2 separate regions of the Oryctolagus cuniculus genome follow, and region 2 is linked to region 1. The links are chromatin contacts, called in public Micro-C maps. All regions are on one chromosome and are shown on one strand. The core of a region is the stretch at or near the end of the contact, and the rest is flanking DNA. Distances in the headings are between cores, read along the strand shown. Region 1 holds the start of ADSS2 (adenylosuccinate synthase 2). Region 2 holds the start of DESI2 (desumoylating isopeptidase 2).

The links. A called contact is a pair of places that touch in the nucleus more often than the background predicts.
Region 2: a Micro-C map of ear pinna shows a contact between it and region 1, with 7 times the contacts expected there. The contact joins the promoter of DESI2 here to the promoter of ADSS2 in region 1. A contact is called at or near these places in 3 of 6 Hi-C or Micro-C datasets (ear pinna, psoas muscle and an unstated tissue).

The regions. Positions count from the first base shown.
Region 1 is chr13:64,413,690-64,420,866 of mOryCun1.1, forward strand. It overlaps ADSS2 (adenylosuccinate synthase 2), which reads right to left and starts at 5,454. Exons shown (of 13, transcript XM_070055619.1): 1 at 5,132-5,454. The coding sequence starts at 5,314.
Region 2 is chr13:64,597,739-64,604,636 of mOryCun1.1, forward strand. It overlaps DESI2 (desumoylating isopeptidase 2), which reads left to right and starts at 3,133. Exons shown (of 5, transcript XM_051821504.2): 1 at 3,133-3,229. The coding sequence starts at 3,203. It overlaps CATSPERE (catsper channel auxiliary subunit epsilon), which reads left to right. Exons shown (of 22, transcript XM_070055618.1): 22 at 1-2,999.

The DNA of each region.
Region 1 (7,177 bases), core at 4,204-6,703:
ATTTACATTCTAGTAGGAAAAGCACAATAATCAATGAGAACAAGATTTAACCAAGTGCCTCAAAAAGTGGCAAATACTATGTATTCAGGGGGCTACTATAAACTATATAAGCTACCCTGACAATCAGGAAACACTGAATAACAATCACTAAAAACCTGGCAGGATGGTGTATCTTAAATGTTAATTCTCGACCATCTGCACATTATGAGAAGTGGTTGGGAAGGTAATTTCAGCTGTACAAATTCAGAACCTTAACTAATACTAAAGTTAATTCCTTTCTTTCACCTTTTCTGTCTCAAGAAGAAAGGCTCAGTTTGCTGCTGATAGGTCTTTTACACCTCCTTATCACTTACTACAGGGCTTCAGAGCCTTCAGTAGATCCAGCATCTAGCTACATATTAGTAACATGCTTTCATGTGTTCAGTTTTATGGCAAGCTTTTATATATAGCAAGAAATAGGATGGACATTCCTTTAACATTGATTTTAGCTAAAATTTTCTCCTTATGTTGACTTTAATATCCTGGAAAAAACAAACAAAAGGCAATATTGTTCTAGGCAATCTTATGCCTATCCTTTATAACCAAGATCATCAAGCTCTCCTTCTCCAAGAACATAAAACAGGCCCCTGTTTAAGTCCTGGTACAAATTGCCATCATTCAAATGTCTATTTAGTTTCTATTCAACAAAATATAAGAAGCAAAGCATAGTATTTTACTTTGAGAGTACCTGAGGGGAAAAACAAACACTCATCAGCTTCCTAACAAAACTACTTTTGTGCTGCCAGAAAGGGGCCTTCCTGTTCCTAGACTTTAACCTGGTGAGAAGTGCCCTCCTCCATCCCCACCCTGGCCATACTTGTTTACAGCAGTTAGCAGTTGTCCAGGAGACTATGAGCTCCCCGTGGGCATAAACACTGCCCTGTTCAGCTTTTGAACTTCAGTAGTTTCCTGTAGATACTCAATATGTGCTTCTGGGATAAATGATCTATATCTGGAGTTGGTCCTATACTAACCTCTTCCCTTTTTCTTAAAAGATACATTGATTTAAAATTAACCCATCAGTATTTGTCCTTTGATCCAAGTCCTGCACACCTATTTATGGATCTGGGGTACCTACCAAGTGATGAACAACCCTTCATAAATCCTGACTCTGAAGGACATAGGCCTAAGTGCTAGAATGATGAAAATGTCATTAGCTTTGCATCTATTCTTTGCATCCAGAAAGGCATCTTACATATTAGAATACAGAGTTTATAACAAGAACACATAGTTAAATGCAGTACCATTTTTAAAGATTTATTATTTATTTGAGAGACAGAGTTACAGAGAGAAAGAGAGAGAGGGACAGAGGGAGGGAGAGACAGAGAGGTCTTCCATCCACTGGTTCACTCCCCAAATGGCCACAACAGCCAGAGCTGGGCCAATCTGAAGCCAGGAGCCAGGAGCTTCTTTTGGGCCACCCACAAGGGTGCAGGGTCCCAAGGACTTGGGCCATCTTCTGCTATCCCGGGCCATAGCAGAGAGTTGGATTGGAAGGGGTGTAGCTCGGACACAAACTGGCACCCATATGGGATGTCAGAGGCCACACAACAGGGCCATCCCCCGTTTTTCTTTTTATAACTAGACTTTATATTGGAAAAAAAATTATTTTATGATTCCACTGTTGAAACATGGATACATTAATACATAATATGTATACCACTTCTGGAGAAACAATGCTGTAGAAACTTGAGTTTATGGTATATAACCCTATCAAAAGATATATTTTCAGTAATATGCAAAACTTGAAACATCAAAGCAACCCAAGCTCAAACTATCTTGCCCAACATTGACTTTCCTCAGCTATCTACCTTCACAAAGAATTTGAACAATCTGTATTCTTCAATTTTGTAACCTAGAAGAATTTCATTAAGCAAATGCCATAAACTTTTGAAGTAACCTTTATGCTTAAATATATGTTACTTAATTATTTGTTGCTAATAAGAGTAACAAGAATCCTAATCATGAACATGTATCAGGCACTATAGGGGCTGAGTGTTAGGATACAAGTTAAGCTGCCCCTCAGGGCACCCACATCCCATAGCAATGTGCCTGCGATCCAATCCTGACTCTGCTTCAGATCCAGCTTCCTGCTATTATACACACTGGGAGGCAGCAGACAATGGCTCAGGTACTTGCTTGTGTTACCCATGTGGGAGACCTGGACAGAGTTCCTAGCTCCTGTCTTTGGACTAACCCAGCCGCAGTTGTTGTGGGCATCTGGGAAGTGAATCAGCAGGTGGAAGCTCTCTCGCTCTCTCTCTCTCTGCCTTTCAAATAAAAATAAACATAATTTTTACAAAGCACTGCACAGCAGGTTAAGCCATGGCCTGCAGCACCAGCATCCCATATAGACCCAGGTTCGAGTCCCGGCTACTCCACTTCAGATCCAGCTCCCTGCTAATGCCCCTGGGAAAACAGCAGAAGATGGCCCAAGAGCTTGGGTCCCTGGAGAGACCCAGATGAATCTCCTGGCTGCTGGCTTCAGCTTTGCCCAGCCCTGGTCATTGTGGCCATTTGGGGAGTGAACCAGTGGATAGATGATCTGTCTCTCCTCTCTCTTCGTAACTCTGCTTTTCAAATACATAAAATAAATCTTTTTTTGTAAAAAAGCACTGCAATAATATAAAGATAATATAAGGAAATAATTAAATCAAAAGTTTGAAGGTGAGCAAAGTTTACTACCAAGTCTGATCATTTTTTTCTCCACTGTTAGATAACATTTTATTTTATTCTTACTTATTTGAAAGGCAGAGAGACACAGAAACAAAGAGAGATCTCCCATCCACAGGTATGCACAATAGCCTGCAACAGCCAAGGCTGGGCCAGGTTCAAGCTGAAAGCCAGAAACTCAACCCAGGTCTTTCACATGGCGGCAGTGACTCAACTATTTGAATCACCTGGCACCCACAAGATGTTCATTAGCAAGCAGCTGTAACCTGGAGTCGTGTTAGGACTGGAACCCAGGCACTCTGACGTCCCACACAGCATCTCATGCACTACGGCCAACACCTGGCCATTAGCTAGCATAGTAACGCTAAACTTGGTTCCTTCTCAGTTAATCAGTCTTCCCGGGGCATCAGAATAGCGTGGTCTGTAACTCCTCAACACTACTTTGATAATAGACACCTTCTCCAAACTACAAACTAATTCTTGTAGTTTTCAAAGGAATTGAATCTTTTTTTTAAATTATTTATTTTGAAAGGCGGAGTTACAGAAAGGTAGGAAGACACATACACACACACACAGAGAGAGAGAGAGAGAGAGAGAGAGAGAGATTTTCCATCTGCTGGTTCTCTCCTTAGAAGCTGTAACCCCAGTGCTGAGCCAGGCTGAAGCCAGGAACTAGGGGCTTCATCTGGGTTTCCCATGTGGGTGCAGGAGCCCAAACACTTGGGCCATCTTCTACTGCTTTCCTAGGCCCATTAGCAGAGAGCTGGATGGGAAGAGGAGCAGCCAAGACTCAAACTGGTGCCCATATGGGACCGCGTTGATGCAGGCAGCAACTCTGCCTGCTGCACCACAGTGCCGGCCCTCCTAATTCTTTTAGAATAAATGCTACAGTGGTTACATTTCCCCAAACCTTAGAGCCCTTAACTGAGCCCTACATGAATGCTACCATCTAGGTGAAGGAGATGACAGAGAGGAAACAAAGAGACCTCAGGTTCCTCTGAATAAGTCTTTCACCACAGCATGGTCAGATCTGATTTGAAGACAAAAGGGGCAGCAGCATGGCAGGAATTCAGGGCAACACCTCTGGGGGTGCCCAAGTGTGGAGGTAGAACAAGTGTGTTGCCAGAGGGGCAGAGGAAACAAGGCTGAAAGGGAGGGAGGCTTATCCACTCGGTGCAACAGCCATCCTAGCCAGGAAACCTGCAGAGGAGATTTCTACAAGCAGGACAATCAAGTTGGGGGAGGCAGAGCTTGCTTCTGTTTCGCTTTGCACACTCTGTGACTTGCTTGTTTCTGCACGTTCAAATGGTGTTCGATTCCAGGTAAAGGTTCCCATCCCGCCGCCCTCCGGACTTGTTTCCTCACCTGCAGCACCATCTCCTCCTAGTGTGCCAGGAATATTCTACAAGAAAAACGAGTGCAACCTACAAAGGCTATAGTTAATTCCAAAGATTACATTTGGTTTCAGAAAAGGATTTCTCATCGATTTCTGATTTTGAAATTGGGGCTGGTTAACTGAGGGCCTTTCCAAAGGTCTAGCCACCAGGCTGCTTCAAGAGGAACGACAAATAGGAAGAAAACTTAACGCTGAAAACCACGTGTCTCCCGGTAGGAAGTGCATTACCACTCGGTTTCCCTGAAGGGAACTTTCGATGTGACTGTGACACTGTAAACAGTTCCAAATGCCCGATGTGACATCCATGTATTTCCTTGCCTCACTTTGTAACAGAGCGGGGATTCCCTTCTTCTGGGAACACAGAGTAAAGAATCTCTCCTGCAAACGTAAACAAAACCCCACAGGGCCCTTTAACAGTCCAAAGCCCAGAAGGTGGGTTCTGATGTCAACAAAGTAGACCTGAGAAGGCAGCACTCGGCACTGCCGGGGCCTGCAGGTGGGGCAACGGTGAGTCTGGATTTCAGGGCATTTTGGAAAAAATCCACTCCCACTTGGCCGCCCTGGATGGGTGGGTGATGGGCAGGTTCTGCGGCCGCGCCTGGTTCCCGCCCCGTCCCCGCCCGGAGTCGGGAGCAGGCCTCGGGCGGTAGCTCCTCAAACTCCGACCGCATCCCACCCCGCGCCCGGCCCCAGTCTCCGAACCGGGCACCGGTCCCCACACCGAAATCTGCAACTCCCAGGCACCGCGCGTCTATCGAAGATCCCCCGTCAGCCGCATTGTCCTCCAGAGCCACCCAGAGCTTCACCCGAGACTCCAGGTTGGGGGGGGGGGGGGTCCCTGACCTCCCGCCATTTCTGCTTGTCGCCGCAGCTCACAGCAAGAGCAGAGAACCTCAAGGTGACACCTCCTTTTTGGCCGGCAGATCTGGGTTCTGGGCCCGAGTTCCCGGGCACCAGAAGCCCAGCGGCCAGGAAGCCGCGGCTCCCGGGCCCGGCTTCGCGGTCAGAGCCGCGCCGCCTTACCTGGCAGCGGCACACGATGTCGGCGTCCTGCGCCAGCAGATCCACCACCTTCCCTTTGCCTTCGTCACCCCACTGCGCGCCGAGCACCACCGTCACCCGATTGCCTCCCGGCTGCGCCCTGGGCCGGCCGCAGTCGCCGTTGGGCAGGGAGGATGCTGCCGGGTTGGTCTCGGCGAACGCCATGGCTCCGCTGAGGCGGCGAGGACAGCCCGAAGGGGACGCGGCCAACGAGGAGTGCGCGAACTAAACCGCTCTGCGGCCGCCAGCCACATGCGGAGGAAGAAGGAGCCAGAGGCCGGCCCCGCCCCCGCCCCCGCCCCGCCGGGCCGCCACCCTCCAGCCAGGCCCCGCCCCGCTCTCCGCCGCGGCCCGCTCACGGGGCGACCACGACTGCCCCGCGCAGGCCAACCTCGGCAGCACCACCCGCACAACAAGCCCGCCACCCCGGGGCCGAGGCCGCGCCCCTTCCGCGGCCAGGCGCGCCACTCCAGCGCGGACCCCGCGAGCGGAAGGGGCAGGGGCGGGGCTTCAGTCGCGCTTCACCTCCAACGCCCCGCCCACTCCCCCGTCCTCCCGCTTTCAAACTTCAGAGGCGCGGAGGTGCGTCGGACTACAGCTCCCGGCATGCAGCGCTCTGGGCTGCGGCGCCGTAGTCCCGTGCCCCGGTGTCCCGGTGTCTGCCATCTGCCGGTTTCCGTCTCTGGAAACGTTCGTTTTTGTTTTAAAAGATTGATTTCTATTAAGGGCTGAGATACTGTACATAGAATGAAAAAGGTGCGATTTTAAAATGCAAACAAGAAATGAGAACGTGTACCTTCAGGGATGGAAAGTAAAATTCCACAGTAAGAGCAGAGATGGAGGCACAGGTCAAAAAGGGCAAACTCAAAAGTAAGGCACAGGATATTAGCTCAGGAAATCTAGAGATCAAGTAGAGCCCTTACCCTTCTTATGCTACACGTTAGTGATAAAGGCTCAGGCTCCGAGAGGAAGGAATTATCTGTTAATTATGTACAGATGAGAGTACACCAGTAAGGTCATAGAAAAATGGAGGTAAAGCGCTAGTTTATGATGGCGCAAAAAATTTTGAAATCCTTGCATAGTTTTTTCATAACACATTTTCCACGAGCTTCTTCAAGTGCTCCTGTACTATGATGAAATTCTGAATTCCTCACAACCTTGCAGATACGGTAGGTGATACTATCTTATCCTTATTTTGCAGGATGAAAGCGAGGTCGCTAGGTAGGCATTTGGAGCAGCAGTAAAGATGCTGTTTGCGATGCCCACATTCCATATCTGAGTGCCTGGCTTAGCTTCCCAGCCCGCCTCACTGCTAACGTGGTTCCTGGAAGGCAGCAAGTGATGGTGCAGGTGCTTGTGCTAGCGCCCATGTGACAGACCTGCGTTGAGTGCCAGGGTGCTGGTTTCAGCCTGCTGCAGCCCCAGATATTGTAGGTATTTGAGGAATAAACCACTAGAGGAAATTCTCTCTCTCTCTCTCTCTCTCTCTCTCCTCCCCCTGCCTCCCTCCCTTTCAACTTTCCAAATAAATAATTTTTGTTTTGTTTTGTTTTCAAGTCAATGTGTTTTTAATTAAAAAATGGAGCTGTTGCACAGCTGGTTAAGCAACTTCTTGGGACACCTATATCCCACATTAGAGTGCCAGTTGGAGTCCCAGCTGTTGTTCTTCCAATCCAGCTTCCTACTAATGTATCCTGAGAGGTAGCAGATGATGCTTCCAGAGCTTGATCCCCTGCCCACCCACGTGGGAGACCCAGAGAGAGTTCCTGCCTCCTACGTTTGGCCTGGCCCAGCTCTCACTGTTATGATCATTTGGGAAGTATATGGGTAGATGAAAGATACTTCTTTCTCTCTCTCTCTCTTTCTGTCTCTCTCTCTCTCTCTCATTCTGCCTTTGAAGTACATAAAAATAAACATTACAAAACATTTTAATAAAAGCTAGGTAACTTGATGCAGTGGGCTGTGAATTGGTACCTAGACAGAGCCCAGAGCCCAGTCCCTTACTGAATAGCCTACTCATTACTTCTA
Region 2 (6,898 bases), core at 1,883-4,382, 180 kb after region 1:
AGCCATCAGAAGTAGCCAGCTTCCAAGATGGGTTCCAATGACCCCTGTCTCCTGCTATTTACACCCTTGTGAGGGTCCCTCTCATAATGCCCCAGACTTGGTCAGTTGGCCGATAGAGTAGACGTGAAGGAGGCTGTTCTGAGATCAGATTATAAGACACTGCCCTTGGTCACTCTCCCACTCTGTTTGGGGTCAGTTCCTCTGGGAGAAGCAGCTGCCTTGCTCTGAACAGCCCTACAGAAAGGCCCACGTGGTGATAGACTAAAGCTTCCTCCCAACAGCTGCAGAGTGGGCTTGGAAGGAGGGTCTCTAGTCGCAGATGGCTGCAGCTCTAGAGAGCCTCTGAGCAGAGGCACTCACACACACTGCCTTTAGATTCCTGACCTTGACATACTGCGAGACATCATCTGTTTTAAGCTGCAAAAAATAAAATACAACTGGACTCAGTTTCCCTCTTGAACATAGGTAGCAATAAACTCTCATGTTTATTTTCCTTTATACTGGTTTGGGCAGATCCTGTCTCCCTCTAGGTTACCTAAGAAATAGTTTGTGTGACTATGGGAGGTTTCATCAAAGCTACTTCTTCTTTTTCAACCCAAGCTACTTTTATATGAATTGCTTGGTGTTGCGGGGGCCTGCACTCTGCAAAGCACATTTCTGCTTTCCCTGGGTTTCCCTGGTAGGCTTCCCTGGTTGGGAACTCTGGAGGAGGAGGCTGGAAGGCGGGAGAGGAAGGAGGATCTGCTGCTCTCCACCTTTCAGACAATAGAAATTAACCAGGGCCGCCTTCCCTCCACGCACCTGATTTCAATAACAATAGTTGATTCTAGCTTAACATTTTTTTTTTAAGATTTTTTTATTTGAAAGGCAGAGTTACAGGAGAAAGAGAGAGTGGGGGCGTTGCAGATGGAGGCTTAACCCGCTAGCCACAGCACTGTCACCGTCCTCTGGGTTACCATTTTTTAGTTTCCAGGATTAGCGTCATTGTGCCCCTTTAGAAGTACCAGCAGCTCCTCTCTTTAGAATTTGGAATGCCAGCTCAGTGAGGCTCTCCTGCAAACTTCGAAGGTTTTAAAATTCCAGTCCCTTTGTCCTTGCAGGCCTGGGGTGCCAGCTGTTCTGGCTTTCTGCTACCTTAGTGTTCCATTTTTGTCTTTTTTAGGTCTCCATTACCCAGTTTACAATTCTTTAAGTTTTCCTTGTTGTCTCCTGACAACTACCTTCAATAAGTCTTCTTGTTATACTCAACTACTGCTTGTCTCCTTCGGCTTAAATTATTAATCTATGCATTAGCATTAGTGTGTGTGTGTGTGTCTTTCACTGGACTGTGATTCATGAGAATAGGAATCATATCCATTTTGTCACCAATGAACTAGTGAAACACCGTGGCTGACACAGAAAAGGGACTCGTTTAATGCTTGTTCATTGACTGGATGATGGATCATTTCCATTATTGGATCAATACCCAAATTAGATGAGCAATAAAACTCCATCATCAGATGATGAATTCTATTTTACACCTGATAAATTCAAAGGGATCAAGAGATTTTCACATGTGATCCCCAGAACCCAGAAGGATGTTACCTTTCACAGGAAAAGAGGATTTAGCAGACATGATTAAGGATCTTCAGATGGGGAGATTATTCAGGATTATCCGGGTGGGCCCAATCTTATTGCACAGATCTTTCTGTGTGAGAAAAAGAATGTCAAAAAGGATATGATGACACGAATAGAGGTTGCAGTGGTATGGCCATGAACCAAAGAACAAGAGTAGCCTCCAGAAGCCGGAAAAGGCAACAGAGCACATTCTTCCCCAGAGCCTCCCAATGGGACCCAGATCTTGATTTTAGCCCATGGAGTCCATACTTAGACTTCTGATATCTAGAATTGTACGATAATAAATTAGTGATTTTAGACCATAAGCTTGCAGTGATTTGTTGCAGTGATGAGTACATCCTGGACGGGAAGTCAGATAGGCTGCAGGTTCTACAGCACTCAGGAGGGAGCAGAGGTTGAAGCTAGGGACAGGCATCTGTGAAGGTAGCAGGTGACAGTTACAGCCCTGAGAGTGGATGAGATCACAAAGAGCAAAGGGAGGGTGCAGAGTAAGAGGGGAAGTGAACTGGCTGTTCATATAAAGTAGAGCAGCCAGGACTAAATGAATTTTAAGTATTCAGTGCTTGTCCTCACAATTCCTGGGAGAAAGGGATTTAGAAGAAGGGATTAAGTAGGGGCCAGTGTGTGTAGCAGGTAAACGCCGGAATCCTAGATGGGGCTGGCTCGTGTTCCAGCCGTTCCACTCCCAATCCAGCCCCCTGCATAAAGATGGCCCAAGTCCTTGGGCCCCTACCACCCACATGGGAGACCCAGAAGAAGCTCCTGGCTCCTGGCTTTGGCCTGACCCAGTCCCAGCCATTATGGTTATCTGGGAAGTCTACCTCTGTAACTCTTTCAAATAAATAAATCTTAAAAAAAAAAATGGGATTAAGTGGTATGTTCATTGGGTTAGGTGGGGAGGGATGCCACAGCAGGAAACAAATTTTAGAAACAAATTTTAGAACTTTGTAACCTGAACAATCAAATTACAACCGGGGGTACAAAGAATTTGCTGCCCCTCAATACTGCCTGGCAATCAAACCATATTTCCTTAGTATACTTATTTTCTCTATTTTACATCTTTATTCAAACTTGCTACACCCCTTTTCCTCACTTCTCATCTTGCTTTGCAATTCATTGAGAAGATAAAAATCAGAAAAGGATGCTCACCTTCCTCATCTCAGTTCTGACCTATTGCTATCTACCTTGCCCTTAAAAAAAAAAAAAAATTGAAAAGCAGAGTTACACAGCGAGGAAGAGATAGAGAGAAATCGTTCATCAGCTGGTTTACTCCCAAAATGGCCGTATGGGTCAGGTCTGGAACTCCATTCTGGTCTCCCATGTGGGTAGCAGGGGCCCAAGGACTTGGACCATCTTCCCCTGCTTTCCCTGCGAACTCCAACTTGGCACTCGGGTGGGATGCCAGCGTCGCAGGCAGTAACTTAACCTGCTGAGCCATAACGCGGGTCCTTATCTTCCTTGCTTTCTATGCCATCACAATGCACCCACATCTTGCACCCAGTCTTCTAGCCCATTCTTCCTAATAAAGGTCAACCCCTCTTGTGCCCCAGATCCTCCCCTTCTTGTGCCCCAGATCCTCCACACCATGGTCTACAACACCGCCTGGCATGTGGTAAGAACGTAAGTATTTGTTGAACACAGAAGCGCCTCTATACCCCTGGGTTGTGCTGTACTTTTTCCATCTCAGCAGGATAGTTTCATAAAATGCAAGTTCTATGTTGAAGATTAACTGGATGCACATGACATCTCATTCATACCAGTAACGCTTCCTTTATTCCCCCACACCTCCTCTTGCTAAAAAAGAGAGCGATCTGGAAAACGGATTCATCACTGTGGTCTTTGCTACATTTGACTTCATTGGGCTCAACAAGATATAACCAGTAGCACCAGCACCAGCACCAGCACTAGCGGCGATAGGTTGAAGGTAGAGGACTTCACCTCCTGTCAAGGACAGGCAGCAAAGGATCCGCCCGCAGGTGCAAAGCGCTGCATGCTGGGATCTGTAGTCTCCCTGGGAGAACTAGTCTGGTAGGGTCGGAACCCCAGCAGCATGCTGGGAGTTGTAGTCGAAGGCAGTTGAGACAGCCTCTGCCCTTCCAGTAGCGAGACGGAGTGGGGGTGGGGGTGGGGAGGGTTGGGATCCTCGCTGCATGCTGGGAACTGCAGTCTCTCTGGGGCCCCGCTCCTCCAGGGCGAAGAGATGCCGAGGCTGCCGCCATTTTAGGTCCTGAGGAGCGGCAGCCAAGTACCACAGCGCAAGCGGGCTCAGCCCTGGCGCCGGGCCGGCCCCGCCCACGGGGCGCCCGGCGCCCGCCCCTCGCTCAGGCCCCGCCCTTCCCCACGTGTCTGCCGCCTAGGGGAGGCGCCTGAGCCCGAGCGGGCCCGCCACCGGTCCGGCCCGGCCCCGCAGTAGCTCCTGTCGGCAGCGCCTCGGAGCGGCCCGGCTGCCCGATGCTTCCGCTCCGGCTGCGGCGGGCCGGGCTGTACGCTTAGCGCCCGGCTCAGGCCCCCTGAAGCGCCGGCGGGGGTGGGAGCGGCCTCCGGCCCCGCGGAGACGGAGCAGCTCGAGGACGAGGCGGCGGCGGCAAGGAGGAGGATGGGGGCTAACCAGTTAGTGGTGCTCAACGTGTACGACATGGTGAGTACGGCCCCGCGTCCTGGCCCAGGCCGGCGGCCTCTCTCCGGGCGGGCTCGGCCCCGACCCCCGGCCCCCTGCGCTGCCAGGCTCGCGTCTCCGCCTCCAGCTTAGTTCTCTCGAGGTGGGGGCGGGGGACGAGCATTAGATTGTAATCCTCGCACCCTTCGGTGCTCCGTTGGTGCTGCCCAGTCAGTGCGAGGGCTTTGGGTCGGCTTGGACCTTTCCCGTGTCCTCTGCTCGGCCCGGACCCTGGCCCTGGGCCCGACCCCTTGGCCGATAGCGGCGTCCTTTCTCTAAGAGCTTCCGTCGCGGTGCCCACCTCCCCGCCGCCACCCGGCCCCCGGAGCTGCCCCTGTGCCCCGCTCCCGGCTCCTCTGCCCCTGCCACACCGTACATCTCTCTGCATGCTCAAGTCTTCAGAAACTCCCAAGTCCAGAAAGTCACAGCTGTCGATTCCCAAGCTAGACTCTCTTTTCGAAGGTGACCTGGAGTCACTGCGCCCTGGCCTCCAAGGCAGCGTCGTTAAAATGGATGAGGCTACAATTTATTAAGAAAATAGCACAGCTGAATAATTTAGAGATCATGGGGGTGCTCCTTCCCTAGATCCTGGCGCCCACTTTCCAGATAGTGCAACAGGTGGATGACGCGACCACGGCAGAGGGAGAGGGAAGAACTTGTTTGTTGTGTCACCTAACTTTGGAGTGCTGCAAGCACCCGGGCCGGTTTGCCTGACTGATGTACTTCAATAGCCCGGAAAGGCGCCCGGTGGAGAATCTTCACTGCAGGTGGCTACATACTTGGGTTGACTTGGCTTGCTTTAGGCAGATTAATTTTTTGTTTTGTAAAGGATTACCTCTGCCTACAGCATTTAAAATTCCTTCAGTGGATGGGCAGATGAAAAATCCCTCGTCGGAATTTCTGTTGGCTTATCAGATGAAGAGGAGGAAGTACTGCAGGTCGGAAGTTTTGGTTCTCATTTGCAGGTCTAACCTTTACACCTTCATATTGTTCACAAGTGTTTACACTTAGAGTGCGGTGTTGTGGGCAGAAAGGAATTCCTCCTGCCGTGCCTGGAAATTATGTCGGAAGTGCATGGGGTCTGCCTGGGGCTTGAAGTGAGTGCTGATGTGAGCCTGGAGGCCAGGGGAGGTGGGCTAACAGAAATCAGAAGTATGATAGGAGTTGAAAAGTAGAATAACTGGAGAAAGAGATCCCAGGAAAGCATGACACCTTGAAAGATCTTTGGGCTGTGCTACTGGTTAAGAGAGAATTCTCTGGATCTAAACTGTTTGCATTCAGTTCAGCTGGGTACCTTCTTTCTCAAGGCCTTGTACTGTTTCCCTGCGCCTCCCTTCTCCTCCCCCTCCCCAGTGATCTGAATTTGGTTTCTTTTTAATCCATGAACACTGTTAGAAACCATCCCTCAGGATAGATTCTTCTCTTGAGAACATACCTTGAGATATATCCTATTTTTATAAATTAGATTTATGCAATGGCCACAAGCCACGGTTTCAGAGCCGACAAGAACTCGGTGAAAGTGGAGATAGAGAGTTGTTGCTTTTTAAATAAAATTGAAAAATCACTCTTCAATATAGTGTGCTTCTTTACACTTTACTATGTGAATCAGGGAAATGACTGCTTATTATGGTGCACTGGGAAGGGCTAGAGATGGTATTAATGTTTTTAAAGAGGAATTCACTGAACAGTGTTAAAATATTAACTAATCAACAGCATTCTTATTTCTCATCATTTTTGTAAAGAGGTAGTTACAGGGGAGGCAGGCAGAGAAAAGGGCAAGTGATCTGTCTTCGTGACTAAAAATGGGAGCCAGAATTTTTCCACCCCAGGCTGATTCATTATTTCTCTACCAGATAATTCCCATTTCTCTTTGCTTTTTTTTTTTTCTTCTTTAAGATTTATTCGTATGAAAGGCAGAATTAGGGAGAGGAGAAAGAGAAAGAGAATATCTTCCAGATATTCATTCACTCTCCAGATCCCACAGCAGCCAGGGCTGGCTGGCCAGGCAGAAACCAGGAGCTTCACCTGGGTCTCCCACGTGGGTGCAGGGGCCCAAACACTTGGGCCATCTTCCACTGTTTTCCCCAGCCATTAGCAGGAAGCTGGACTGGAAGTGGAGCACTTGGGACTGGAACCAGTCCCCACACGGGATGCTGGCGTCACAGCTGTCGGCCTCACCCACCACCGGCTTTACTACTACTTCACCACAATGCCGACCACCCAGTGTTTCTTTCTTACTGCTTTTTCTTGTCAACGGGAGATGAACCATTTGAAATGTTTATCAGAATGGCAAATAGTTCTAATGAACCTGCCCTCGTGTATTCTTTTGAGGACTTTTGGCCTATGAGTGTTTCATGTCACTAATTCAGCACCCTGTGGTTGACTTGTTAGTTTTGATCCTATGGGAGCCACAAGGGTGAGTTCATCATCCCCTCTTTCAGGAATTTAGGTGATGTAGCCAGCACTGCAGCACAGCAGGTTGGACTTGTGCCTGCAGCGCTGGCATCCATATGGGTGCCTGGCGTCAGCCTGGCCCAGCCCTGGCTGTTGCAGCCATCTGGGGAGTGAGTGAACCAGCTGATGGAAGATCTCTGTCTCTTCCACTCTCTGTAACTCTGCCTTTCA